Regions from separate parts of the Bicyclus anynana genome. Here region 2 is linked to region 1. Evidence: chromatin contacts called from public Hi-C data. All regions are on one chromosome and are shown on one strand. Each heading gives the region's core, a stretch centred on a gene start, on an enhancer-like site or on the middle of the called end of the contact. The rest is flanking DNA. Distances are from core to core; before and after follow the strand shown. Region 1 holds the start of LOC112054562 (monocarboxylate transporter 13). Region 2 overlaps LOC112054562 (monocarboxylate transporter 13).

Region 1 (3,598 bases), core at 674-3,173:
ATATAGCATTGTAATAGGTACAGCTGGATATAGGTTGAAATCCATTTTAATAAATAACAAAGAAGAAAACAAACAAGAATTGCTATTGAAAATAACTAGTGAATCTGATTAGAAATCTATATAACAAATTGTGTAGTGTTATTGGATTTGAATTAAATTTAAAAACACAATTTTAGGCTTAAATGTGTCAAATTCGATTTATGGAAATACCAAATCAAATTCAATTTGTTTATTAATTATGTAACTAACTAACTGGTAAACCTACCTACTGTTATTCCTAATAAATGCAGCAAAACAATACAGTCGTTTGACATAAATAAACAATTACAGCGATGATAATATGAGTATGTAGGTAGGTAAATTGTATAAAATATATATGTAGTCAGTACTGTAGTATTCCCTTAACAAAGGTCTTTGTATTGTAATCTCAATACTGTATTGTTGGAATACTACTTAATTATCTACAAACAAATTAAATTATTTATGTTACTTACCCTTGAAAATGTTCTCAAACGATTAATTCGAGGATTCGATGGGATATTACTCAGGGACACTTTAGACATGTTCGTTTTTCAAAACTTCCACTAATACTCCTCTCAGCGACAACGGAAAATACTGCAGTGCAGCAGTCGGCCCGACCGCTAAGTTTAATATTCTAACACTCAATCCAACATCTGAACATCTAACACTTCAGTATTCTAATGTTTTTAATTTTAATTCTGACAGGCAAGAGCACAAATAAATCAATTAACACCACCCCATAGCGACAACCTTCAAACGAATTAGTTAGACCGTATAAAAATGCCCTATTTCTTACGTTTAATAGCACAGAATTGACTGGATTATGCCCAACAATTTTAAAAATAATATTCAGTTCAATGTTTAGCAGCAAGGTTGACAGATGTGCTTACGAGTACGACTGCTGAGTGCTGGGATACGTTTCGTTTCACACGCAGATATAGACGCATAAACGCAACACACAGTAACAATACCGGTAACGACTCCGAACTCCGACAGAGAACTGTCAAAGCGACAAAGATACTCGCGCCAAGTGCGTATGAATGAGTCAAGCGCGCGAAAATTGTATTTAGATTTAGAATAAAAAAATCTCAACGGCGAAGCTACCCTGTTGTTAAAGACAATTCACTCCAAAATAACTCCAAAATTATTTGAATTTTCAATTTACATTTCTACTTTTTTGTTTTCGAAATGAATTTCAGACGTTATTAAGTAAAATGTTTAAGTATTTGTACTATAATCTTTCCTTCATTAGATAAAAAATTATTTTACTTACAAACAATAAACTTATGTATGTACTTAGAATTATTAGAATATTTTACTTTGCATTTTATTATAACCTAATAAAAAATGAGAAAAATATTCAACGAAATTAAACATACGAGTAATGCGGCACCATAAAGGCTTTAATTTTATAATACTTAATTCTTAGTAAATTTAAATTGCGACAATGTTTCTGCAGGCGTTTTAGTAATATATTATACATATTTTGGGGTGTCATGTATACGTATGTAAGATGCCGTAAGATACGTATATTGTAAGGCTTTCAAGGTTTTTAATTCTGGAATTAAATGTTCTAATAAACAATGGGCTTAAATTAGCTTGTGTTTAATTTATAAATGCACCATTAGTCATAGACCATAGTCAGACAAGTTTCGATATAGAATAACATGTACGTAACACCTGTCTTTCGAAAAAAAATAGCTTTGCTCATGTATGACGTAACAAAAGCTTACCAATGACCGTTCGGTGGGGTTGGCATGAATACGGGGTTCGTCATCGTCGTCATCGGGGGTGCATTCGGCTCCAGCAGTCTGTCCCATGGTGATCGTGGACCGTAACTGCTGCGTTGGCGAGGCGTACAGGCGGCACGGGGCCGCACGCCGCGCGTCCTTCGCGCGACCGATGCCGCGCCGTTGTGCCTTGCACAAGTCCCGTTTACAGCATAGGGATTAACCCGTGGATATCGATAAAAAAAATATCGAGCTTTTGATAATTTGCTTTAGACATTGTAGGGTTCTGTTTCTTGACGATATTCTAGTTTATTTTCTTTTTTAAAAAAGAATATTTCCCATATTTTTAAATGTGACCAAATATTACCCATTCCCCTCCAACTAACGGAATTTTGGAGTGTAATGAACATAAAGTCATTTTGTCCGTATCGGTCAGAGGAATATTCGCGAAAAATAATAAATGAATCAATTTGTGTTATTCAATAACCTGATTTGCTTAATGATCACATTGTATTTCATCATTTTAAATTTCCTGCAATCTGTCGCCGTCCATCATATTTATATAAAACTTATTTTTAGGTAAACTTAGTAATAATATTACTAACCGATTTAAAACAAAAGGATGAAGTTCTCAATTCGACGCCTATGCTCTTTTTATTTTTTTATGTTTGTTACCTCATAACTTCATACATTGATTGACCTGGGGTTTATACTATATATTTCAAGCAAAAATAGAATTTTGTAAATCGGCCTAGGTGGGGAAAAAACCAATGAAAAATTTCGACGAATAGAAAACCTCCTCTTTCAAAATCATTGAAAAAGAGGTGAAAGTTTTCTCTTAATCTTTATGTATTACTTAATCTTTATGTAGTACATACCTAGCTATTGAATACAAAGTTATTCAGGTGACATACATTCTAGTTGATGGATGCTAAATATGGATGTAATTTTAAACATCTGCCTCGAATAATGCAGTTGTACGTATCTATTTGATCGATAAACTTCTAGATTGTTTATGCCATATTTCCTAAGAATCAGATTGGTATACCTACTTTATTATTAAAACCAGAACCAAAGTCAAACCGACAAATAAATAGAAGATATATTTGAACCTGTACCTGTAATCCTATAAATTGTAGACACTATAATCGACCAATCGTGGCCGAACCGGAAATATAACTCTATCATTCGTACCATCGCAACAAAAGAGACAGACAAACAACAAAAGAAACGATATATCCGATCCGGCGCTATTGGTCGACAATATGTCATGTCATTAATTTAGGTCATTTCATGTTTAGGTACACAGTAATATTATTTCTATCACCACAGAATACTTACATAATATATTAAAAGTCACCTAATACAATTGCACTGTAAAGACAAATGTCAAGCACGTTTATTTGATTTTCCAGACCGATCCGAGCGGGAGTCCCTCAGGGCGCCGTGCTCTCCCCGCTTCTATATTTTCTCTTCATGTGTGATATAACCACCGACAACCCAATGGGCCTAAGATGCACGATATCTCGATACGTGCAGCGAGCGAAAGCCACTTGTCGACCAATACCGGCGGAACAGAAAATGCCGCTCTATCTCACTTTTTCATTGCGTTGGAAAGTAAGAGAAAGCGATATTTCAACTCTGCCACTATTGGTCAATAACATATCTATTTCTCTTCACGTTAAACGCATCCTAGGCGTCATCCACGGACTCTGGGGCGTCAGGATTGATACACTCAGGCCAGTACCCCTCCCGAGCGAGCCGAGATCCGTGTCTTACCTGTAACTCCCTAAGACAGTCGTTGCATTTTCTTATCTTCTTCTGCGATGGGGAACAACCACAGGCTT
Region 2 (3,598 bases), core at 809-3,308, 43 kb before region 1:
GTCTCAAACTGTAAAGGAAAACATCGTGTGAAAACCTGCACCCCAGAGAATTTTCTTAATTCTCTGCGTATGTGTAGTCTACCAATCCGCATTGGGCCCGCGTGGTGGACTATTGGCCTAACCCCTCTCATCTTGAGAGGAGACTCGAGCTCAGCAGTGAGCCGAATATGGGTTGATAATGATGATGATGACGATGTAATATACATTTCAATTGTGTCTATAATGATAAAAACATTTTGAGTACTTATTTTTGTGTATAAAATAAGGGTTTAATGTGTTAATTCATCTACGGAACCCTACGACGCGCGAGAACCAACACGCACCTGGCTGATTTTATTGGTATAAAATCAATGAAAGGTAACTTACATCAGTACGCAGTTGGCTGGCTATGGAAGTTTTGGACGTCGCTTTAATTGCAGCTAAGGACGGTTTGAATCTGCAAATTGAGAAAACTTTCATCACAACATTTTGAAAAGCATTTATAAACTTATAAGCATGAAGTTCAAAATAAACAATAATTTATAATAGGCACTTTATTTAATTTATTGATTTACACAGAAAAAAACTCATGGCTTTCAAATAAAGCCAACGTTAGTTAATCATACTATAAATTGAAACAAATATTTATGTTCAACTATATTCTCAATATTATTTTGATTTTGGTGTGACATCAATAATTTTGTGTATAATTTGGAATATTTTTATAATCTAAGGCCAAAACCCAGCCAAAAGCAAGATTCACATTTCGACAAGTAAAAGTAATCCCCAAAAGCAAGCATTTACCCACACAATGGACATATACTCTATATACTCACATGTTTCCTTCCTTTGTTAGGTTTGTTTTATTAGAGTAATAATTATTTTTATTAGCCTATTTTAATGGCCCATACAGGGCCAGACCTTAGAGGGACCAGTAGAGGGTAAGTTAGCTTAGACCCACCACGCTGCTAAAATACGCTGTGGCGTGGTTAATAGTCACTGTTATTTTAAAGATTATAACGCGTCGTGCCAACATGCGAACGGTGAAGAGAACGACCCAGAAGTGAATCAACAATTATATATTATTATTATTATTATAATCAATTTAATTTTTTATTTCCAACTTGCGCGTCAAACTGTAATGTAGACTAAACATAGAAGTATGTTCAATATATTTACGTCTACGGAGGATATCCCATGCGTTATCCAATGCATATCATCCAAAGGCGTGGATACATGCATCAAAGCATTGCTAACCCTATTTACCGTACCCGTTATAATAATATATAGGATAGATAATGCCTATTCACTCTTAAAAGATACCCAAGCATTTCTTCTCCGTAATAATCTTCAATCAAACGAGACACAAAGTCCAGCACCAAGCAACCCTATGGTCTAAGATGAGACATGCTTGCGTAGAAGATACATATTCACTCTCGTTTAAAAATATACCCTGGATAAAAGTATTTCTTCGTAATATTCTTGAATTAAACGTGACAGCAAAGTCGAGAAACCTACAAGATACCTATTTACCCTTGTTTGAAAGGTACCCTAGTATTTCTTCTCTGTAATATTTTTCAATTAAAGGAGTCACCGAAACCCAGCTAGAAGATGCCTGTTCAATCTCGTTTTAAAAATACCTAAGTATTTCTTCTTCGTACTATTCTTCAGTTAAAGGAGTCACCAAAACCTAGCACTAAGCAACCCTATGGTCTAAGATAAAACATGCTTGTGTAGAAGATGCCTATCGACTCTTTTTTAAAAAATATCCAAGTATTTCTTCTCCGTAATAGAACTTAAGTAGCCACCAAAACCCAGCACCAAGCAACCCTGCGGTCGAAGATGTAACATGCTTGCATAGAAGAAGCCTATCGACTCTTTTTTTAAAAATACCCAAGTATTTCTTCTCTGTTATTCTTGAACTAAAATCGCCACCAAAACCCAGCACCAAGCAACCCTGTAATACAAAGGTGGTCTAAATACCCTTCGTTGGCGGCTGACCTCTCGGCGACGCTGTGCTTGCGCTGCGCGTCGAAGAAGGGCACGGAGCCGTTCTTGGGTAGGCCGGGCGCGTGCGCGCTGAAGGCCGGCGAAGACACGTTGCGCGACATGTGTTGAGCGTTCGCCGCGTTCACTGCGGCGCCGTTTTCACTCTGAAGCAAAGATATATCGGAGATTATAGTCCGGCAAGTTCGTTGATGCACCCCGCACCGGAAAGCGCAGTGTTGGTCGACCCCCCACTAGGTGGACCGAAGACATCAAGCGGGTTGCAGGGAGCCGCTGGATGCTGGCGGCTCGAGACCGTTTTGTTTGGAAGTCCATGCAAGAGGCCTATGTCCAGCAGTGGACGTCCATCGGCTGACAATGATGAAGTTCGTTGATGACACTCCCATGATATGCGGACGACGAGGGGAAGTGAGGTGCATCAGTCATGGGTTTTTCTTTATCATACATTTTGTATGAGGCACATCAGAAACCATCACGACATGTCACAACACATAGGTGTAAACGTTGCCATATAAAATGTATGATACCGATTCTGTTCTGATGCGTCGCGACACGACACGTCAGACAAATATAAATCCGGCTTTACACTGTTGGGGTTGTGCAAATGTAATGATTTTAAAATGTTGATGAAGGATTAAGGGAATGGGATGAAGGTTTCTGATATTCTTCTGATACACATGAAGTAGCAGATGTCTGCTTGTAGTAGGTATATACGATTATAAAATAATTGAAATGTTCTTTTAGTATATGAGCATTTGTAATAACGAACTAAAGCCAAAATCGATGTGAAATGTTTATCAACAAACAAAAGTAACAACAACAAATTGCCTACCTTTTTTTTGAGCTCATTGTCATCCGGTACCCTCGCCTCGGTGATGGTGGGTAAAGTAGGCACGGTGGGCACGCCCGGCATGTTTGGTATGGTGGGCACCCGCGCCAGAGCTTCCAAGTTCAGCGACGAGTGGACCCCCGGGTCTATGTTTAGTGGCGCCTGCAATATTATGCAATTTTTCCAATAAATCTCAATGCTAAATACAAAAGTGTTTGATTTACTGGGCGTCAAGAATTATGGCTGGTTTCGAGTGTGTACTGACTACTTAAAAATACGTCACAAATATGATACATACTTTTATTATTTACTGAAAAATATTTCTTTAATTTTTTTTGACTCATCAAATTTAATATAAAAAATATTTATTTCGTATAGTACCTACATGGAATAAGGGTCCGAAATATATAGATATTAAGTAATGTAATTTAAGGATTTCATATAAAAATAAGTTAAAAACTATGCACTTTTTAAATTTTTCCAGACTCCAAAAACGCAAGCGTCCATTTTGTGACAAACGATGTTACTTTATGTCACAAGACGATCGATTTAAGCTAAGGGGTTTTATTGAATAAATTAAATTTTAAATATACTGGCTGGCGTTCGCTCGAATTTGGCTGACACGCTGTCGCGTATCCGATATAAATACATGTCATGTCCTGTTAGATATTGAGCATAATGAGTGTGATATCTACCTTCAGTCTCTTCTCCATAGTGCCGTCAGGTAAATGTACAACGAAGTACGAGCCTCCTATCGAGCCTCGCTCCATTTGTAACCTCTTC

What was found. Hi-C and Micro-C count contacts between places; a contact is called where the count stands out from the background.
Region 2: a contact with region 1 is called in a Hi-C map of whole larva, with 1.9 times the contacts expected there. The contact joins the enhancer-like site here to the promoter of LOC112054562 in region 1. A contact is called at or near these places in 2 of 2 Hi-C or Micro-C datasets (whole body and whole larva).

What each region holds. Positions count from the first base shown.
Region 1 is chr13:9,169,717-9,173,314 of ilBicAnyn1.1, reverse strand. LOC112054562 (monocarboxylate transporter 13) reads right to left here and starts at 1,923. Exons shown (of 15, transcript XM_052884908.1): 1 at 1,755-1,923. The coding sequence starts at 1,841.
Region 2 is chr13:9,212,956-9,216,553 of ilBicAnyn1.1, reverse strand. LOC112054562 (monocarboxylate transporter 13) reads right to left here. Exons shown (of 15, transcript XM_052884908.1): 5 at 3,511-3,598; 6 at 2,819-2,977; 7 at 1,981-2,132; 8 at 367-436. Among protein-coding and RNA genes, the nearest start is that of LOC112054562, 43 kb to the right of the region's middle. Within about 2 kb of position 2,058, at least 5 of the 8 cell types and tissues checked have open chromatin away from gene starts, as enhancers often do.